Linked DNA regions of Mus musculus: region 2 is linked to region 1. A link is a contact called in public promoter capture Hi-C data. All regions are on one chromosome and are shown on one strand. The core of a region is the stretch at or near the end of the contact, and the rest is flanking DNA. Distances in the headings are between cores, read along the strand shown.

Evidence for each region. Promoter capture Hi-C pulls out the DNA fragments that hold promoters and counts their contacts.
Region 2: a promoter capture Hi-C map of stem cell-derived epiblast-like cells shows a contact between it and region 1, with 2.3 times the contacts expected there. The contact joins the promoter of Tgm3 here to the promoter of F830045P16Rik in region 1. A contact is called at or near these places in 1 of 39 promoter capture datasets (stem cell-derived epiblast-like cells) and 1 of 115 datasets of contacts at active chromatin or transcription factors (embryonic stem cells).

The regions. Positions count from the first base shown.
Region 1 is chr2:129,534,749-129,538,324 of GRCm38.p6, forward strand. It overlaps F830045P16Rik (RIKEN cDNA F830045P16 gene), which reads right to left and starts at 1,854. Exons shown (of 7, transcript NM_177653.3): 1 at 1,621-1,854. The coding sequence starts at 1,714.
Region 2 is chr2:130,010,665-130,014,008 of GRCm38.p6, forward strand. It overlaps Tgm3 (transglutaminase 3, E polypeptide), which reads left to right and starts at 1,676. Exons shown (of 13, transcript NM_009374.3): 1 at 1,676-1,745. The coding sequence starts at 1,739. Gm52561 (a long non-coding RNA gene) reads right to left here and starts at 1,533. Exons shown (of 2, transcript XR_003954059.1): 1 at 1,438-1,533.

The sequences.
Region 1 (3,576 bases), core at 604-3,103:
ATAATTATTTTATGCTGATAACTGAAACAAAATTATATGGGGTCCAAGTGCTCTCTGCCATTTTGTAGTCCTCATTTTTTTTAAACAGAAAATATTTTTTTTAAATCTAACTCTCTCTTTCCTTTGGAGATTTCACTTGTTATTTTTAAATTACTTATTTCTTTCTATGACTGTCTATAGCCAGTTTGTTTTCTTTCTTCAGCACCTAAGCACAATTCAAAACATACATTGGCCCATCAGAGGCTCATCTGTGCTCAGGACTCCAGTTTCTCATTCACTCCTGGGCTTGGCTTCTGCTGCCTGCAGTCACTCCTTTTTCAGCTCCACTTAGCATGGGATGATAACCACTGGCTCCGCCCCCAGTTGCTCTGCTCATAGAGAAGGGGCAGTTCCACCACTCTGCACCCACAACAGCCAGAGAAACTGAGGCTTCTGTGCTCTGGGACCTATCCCACCCACTTTTCAGCGGCCAGTTCACGTCTTTGTTTCCCACCCAACTCTGGCTGCAACCACTGTCTGCCTGCCCAAGCAGCAGCAGCAGCAGCAGTCCTTAGGCTGTTGAGCATTCCCAAGGTTCACCAACTGGGCCAGCACCTCTGACCTCTGTCCATTCCGGCCCACAGCAGCCCAACCTCCCACCTAAGCAGCAGTCTGGAGGGGGTGGTGACACCTCTACACCACAGGAGCTCAGCCCAGCAGGTCAGTAATGTGCCTACCTGCTGTGCCATGCTTGGGAGAACTTGTGGTAGCTGTGTCTGGGGCTCCTCTCCAATGGCCTCCCGCATGGCTCTGTTGCTAGGGAAACATCTTCCATGCTTTCCTCTGGAGACTTTTCTGAGGCCCTAAGCTTGGATATACATACCCTCACATTGGACACCAATTATTGCCAGACTTTCTTGGAGCCGCCAGCTCCTGAATAATGACACAGAGACTTATTATTTAAGAAAGCTTAGGCTCTGTAGCAGGTTATCTCCTAGCTAACTCTAACCCGACTAATTCCAGCTCACATCCTGCCACACGGCCCATTACTTCTCACTCAACCTCCACACCTGTTCCTTCCACCTCCGTGTCACACTGGTGAATCCCCCACCTCTTGATTCTTTCCCAAAGACCCTCTCTCTGTCCAGAAGTTCCATCTATTCTTTCCTGCCTCAGCTACTGGCCATTAGATCTTTAGTAAACCAATTAGAAGGCGAGAAGGGTAAATGTTTCCAACACAAGTGATGATCCATAAAAATAATAATACCAAAGTCTGGCCAGTATTCTCCTCTCTGGCGGCACAGAAACCAACATTTGCATAACACAAAGACAAACTTTACACAGTGTACAAAAAGATTACCCCCGAGATAATCTTACATTCATTCTGGATGACACAGAAGCTGCAAGAGTATTCCAGGGGTGGCGTGATTTAATTTGCATTTTCAAGAAAGTCTCCTGTTGTATGAGAGTAGACTGGATGGAGGATGATCAGGTAAGAGTGTCATCAACTGGGACATATAGTTCAGGGTGGGCCAGGGAGAGTGGACAGAGTGAGGAAAATAAGCTTTAAGTCAGGGAAGGACTGAGCAGATGAGTGAGCCTTTGATGTGAGAAATTTAGGTCTGGTCATTATTCGCTTACCAAACAAGAGTAGAAAAATCCATCTCCTTTTCTGGGCCTCAGTTTCCCTGTCTGTGACATAAGGCAGAGCAGCTGGTGCCAAGGTCTTCTGCATCAGGCACAGGCAGCCCTATATTTAGGGCCTTGGCTCTCAAGCTATGATCCAGTTACTAATCCCAGCAGGCCTGAATGCCCCATGGCAGCTGCAGAAACCTGGGGACGATGCTGCAGCTCAGGGACAGTTGCCTGTTGTCTACAGAAACTGGGACAACCAGAGGACATGAGACTTGTCTGCCCACACCACAGGCTGGGAACGGCTGGTCTGATGGCACCTTTCAACTGGAGGAAAAGTGCAGGCCACCAGCCAGGGGCTTCCTGAGCCCTTCAGGGAACTGATGTCCCAGTCACAATGTCTTTCCAAATGGTCCAGGTTCAACTCGGGGGCTGTGACCAGCCTCAGTGGATGACCCTCAGTGGGCTGATTCAGACTTCTCCCCTGGGCTCTTGACAAGGTATAAATCACTAGCTCTGGTTTATTGAGTAGAAAAATGAAGACCAAAAAAGTCATGGGCAGCAAAGCTAGGAGTTGAACATGGCTAAGTAATACTTCCATCATTCTTTGCTGCCTCTCAAGGATGCAGTGGAAGGGTGGTAAAGAGAAATAGAAGCTAAATATGTTTTAATAAATATAGACATTCACACCCACCTGCTTTGCCAGGGATGAGGACTTTCAAACAAAAGCTGCTTTGTGCAGCTGAAGTGAAGCATGTGTGTGTGTGTGTGTGTGTGTGTGTGTGTGGTGGTGGTGGTGGTGGTGGTGGATAAGCCCCTGGTCATTGTTTACAGCCTTTTTGCTGCTTATTTATTCCTTTGTAATTGCCACAGATTTTTTTTTCCAGACATATACATGCTGGGGACTGTGTGAGGCTCCAGGGAGGGAACCGTAATAATTAACAGAAAATGACTTAGTTCCTGAACCCACTGGTTTGCACTGCAGTTGAAAGATGTCCTCTTCTGGATGTCGTTACTGCTCTAGTCTCCACAAAGAGAAACCCAGGGGCTTTGTGAGGTGCTGTGATTTCACCAGGGGGGAGACCTGATCAGAATTCTAACCTGGACCTTATGGTTCAAAGCAGCAGGAGCAGCCGGCCCTGCAGGAGCAGCCAGGCCTGCGTCAGGCAATTTGATTAGGGTTTAATAGAAGGATTAGTCACAAAGGAAGACAGGGCTACAGGAGACCACAAAGCACTCGTCAGGACCCTCGTTCACAGTAAGAGGAAAGAGAAGTCAGTCGGCAGCTGATAGATGAGGGCCCCCAACAGGGGTTTCAGCTCAGGGCATGGTGATTGCGAGGTGACCCTGGATCAGTAGGCTAGGAATATGGACTCTGAGTTCATAGTCCTCTGTCTTTCCATATCCTTCTAGGGCTCCCCACAACTCAGATCATTGCCGTGACTTCTGTAGACATCTGGGATAGATGCTGAAGAAAGAAGGGGACAAAGAGGGCCAGGGAGAAAACCACGTGGTCTTTAGCCAAAATTAAGATGCTTCTGAATCAAAAGCACCTTATTGGGCCAGGGGAGGTCCAGACTCAAGACCAAGCAGGTCATAGAAATGGGCCCATAGTGATGCAGCTCCCACCCTCCAGCCTTCTGCTGGGCTGGCAGACTTGGCCTGCAGCCTGGCTTCTTGTTTTGGTAAGTCAACTTTCATCAGGACACAGCCAACCATATGACTAGCTGGCACCTTCCAGACTCTAGATTCTTACAGTAGAACTTAATAGTGTTGGCAAATCTGAAACCCTCACTCTCTGGCTAGGAAAGGTCACCGAGAGAAGCAACGTTTGTTTCCTGCTCATAGTCCTTGTCCGCCTCCAGCTGGCAGAACCTTTGCTGCATTATCAGAGCTGCTGCGAACAGTGCCTCCTGCAAAGAATGCACTGCCCTGCCCTCAGGGATGAGAGATGGGGGTTGCCCA
Region 2 (3,344 bases), core at 426-2,925, 480 kb after region 1:
CTATGCTGGATATATGTGCGGGTGGGAAAAGGAAACACGCATGAAGGCATTGGCCACAGGAACCACCACAAGGACAGAAGTTAACATCCTCTTATCATCCTTTTAGTCATTCATTCATTCGTTCATTCATTCATTCATGTATTCAAGCAGGGGCCAGTGAGATTGCTCAGTAGATAAGAGTGCTTGGCACACAAGCCTGGCATCCTGAATTAGATCCCTGGAATCCACATAAAAGACTGGGTATGGTTGCACACATCAGCAACCCTAGGGAGACGAGAATTTCCCAGAAACTGGAGGACCACCTAAGCCTAGAGTAGCAGCATGGCTGAAACAATAGAGACCCTGCCTCAACAAGGCAGAAGGAGAGAACAGACACCCCAAAGTTGTCTCAGATCTGTAACATACACACATTCACACATGCGCACGACACACAAGCTAATAAAATAATGTTTTAATTTTTAGTTAAACAGGTTTGTGTTCTCACCATTGTCAAGTACTCATCTAGGTTTTGGGGAGAAAACTAATAACATACAGCCTGTACGTCCAAGGAGCTCAGTCTAGGGGTGACAAGCAGACAGTTACAGTGCAGTGCAGTAGCTCTTAAACTCTCAATACTTATTCTATTTATTGATTGAGTCATTGCATTGCATTGCATTGCATTGCATTGCAATCCTCCTGTCTCAGCTTCCCAAGAACTGTGATTCCAGCTGTGTCTCCCAAACAGCCAGCTACACCTGGAGGTGACTGTGAGCCACGTGTAGTGGTTGTAGTGGTGTAGTGTAGGTGATGGGAACAAAACTGGTCTTCTGGAAAAGCAGGAAAGGTTTCTAACCACCGAGCCACCTCATCAGCCCTTAATCTCCCCCCTTTAAAGCTGGGGCAAGAAACAAACAAACAAACAAACAAAAGAAAAAACCAGGTCAATGACTCCTCCTACACTCCTGGAGAGAGTGCGCGGCTGGAAAGTCAGTGGACATTTCTAGTGCTTTACAAAGACAGACTGTGGTCCCCCTAACCTGGGTTCTAACTGCCATCTGATTTCAAGATCTTCGATGTAGTCCATGGTGAGGCACATATATTCACTTTCCACTTAAGTAATCATGTTGAATTAATCCTCCTCCATCCTTGTGAGGTGAGCATGTGGGTAGGCTTATCCTCAAACCTAAACCAAAGCTTCCAAGCTTCAGATCTGAAGAGTGACCCAGGACCTAGCCAGCACTGGAACTTAGGGCTGTGAGCTTCCTCAAATGTACCTTATTACCCTCATCCCGGGCACATGAACTGTGGCGTGTGGAGGCAGTCAGCCCTAATAATATTTGTACACAGAGAGAAAGGATGTTGCTAAGTTCTAGACATCTATCTCCTTGTTACAAAAGCCTTCCTGGCATGAGCTTGGGACAAGTTTCCCAAATGCTGGGGGTCCAGGAAGTCACTTACCTTTGTAAATAAAACAAGGAATTGTAAGAACAAACTATTCGACTTTCTTTCATCTCCTTTCTTCTTTCCAAGCCCGTCTTGCATAAGCAGGATGACCTCCCATTGGGTGACGGGTATGTTGTAAGTGAAACGTTTACAGGCACTACAGGAATGACCTGGTGCCTCGCCCACCTCATTAGAATTCTAATTGGGGTGTGTAGGAGAGGCTTCTATAAATGGTAAGGCAATCCTTGGCGCCGGTCTCCCCACACCATCTCTGTCATTCCCAGAGGAGCCCCAGGAAAGGCAGAAGAAGCTGACCATGAGTGGTGAGTGTGGTGTCTCTCCAGCAGGTTCTTGTGGGAACCCATACTACCCTCTGGGGCTGGCAGAGCAGCCAGCTGGAACAGCGGTCTGTCTTGGGGACTCTGTGTTTTGGGGTGTCTGTGTTCTAGAGTACCTGCTGGGTTTCGCTGGCATATTTCAGTGATGGAACATGACTGGGGTGGATGGAGTGATAGGCAGGATAGGATGTTCAACACAGCCGGGGGTCACATTCCCTTTGAGGACAAGCCTTGTCTTATTGGTACTGCTTCTCCATTGCTACCTACAAAGTCAAGTGGGTTTCTCAGTACACTTTTCCTGGCTGTCAGTAGCAGGGACAAAAGAAAGCAACTTTCACAGGGCGAGAGAGACATACACACACACGTGGAAGCTGAGTGTTGAGAAACCGTCAACTGGAATGTTCCTAAGTAAATTACAGATCCTCTAACCCTGGCAGGCTCCCTGACTTAACTTGCTGTATGGAAACCCAGCAGTAGATGTGGCAAGCATGTCACAAGATCCCGACTGTCCCTATGAACAGCACCAGGGAAGGCGACTGGAAAGGAACAAGAAGTGCAGGTTTTCTGACTCCGTGGTTACTGTCGAGGATTTGGGCCCTGCTAATTACTGCCTGTCATGGTGATCGGCCTTGGACCTTGACGGCAGCAATGCCAAACCCAAACTAGGCATGAGTCAAACCTGTAAAGTGTGGTGAATGGTGGTTAGGAGCAAGAGAACCGATCCAGATGCGGAAGGTGGGTATGGGCCACTTGAGAAAATCTCCAGATGAGGACTGGGCAGGGGATGTTTTTACCATCAATTCCCTCTCATGAATACAGGCATGCCTGAGATGCTAACAAAAGGAGCTCTGGGGGCTTATAATGTCACCAAAAGGGAATGACAGTTGTCATCTAGTACAACTATCTTCTGCCAGGAAGAGGCTGGGGCCTGGGTATAGGGAGAGCCTTAGGAAAGTCAAACAGCAAGTTGGTAGCAAAAATGGGCTGAATCCCCAGCTCCAAGGTGCCTTTCCACTAGGCTCTGTGTCCAGATCTGAGCCACCTTCTTGAGCTAGGACTTCAGCTGCTTTCTTGCAGAGAAGAGAATTCCTCCTGGGTTCCTGACTTCTGTGTATGCACCTACAACCAGCTAAAGCCCCTTTCACAGCTTTATTTCAGTTCCTTGGACCAGAGAAGTATCCATGCTCTCTAAAAAGCAGATCTTCTCTCTGGACTCCATATCTTGAGACTCCAGCCCATCCATTGTTTGCATTGAAGACCAGATTACACCACACACACACACACACACACACACACACACACACACACACACACACACTCACACACACTCACACACACACTCACCACCCTGGCTCAATGGCCTGTCATCTCTCTCAGCATCTGCTACCTGCTCATCAGAGGCAGAGCCCACTGGGCCTTTGGGCTGCTCAAACTGTAACTGTCACTTAGGATTACATCCAGGAGCAGGACTGTTGAAGTAGTTGGCTTCCAGCCCTGTCCCTGGTGATCTTAGAAGGACTCTACCCTGTGAGTCTGTTTCCTCAGCTCTAAAGTGGATTATACTCATCTAGGAATGTCTATGAG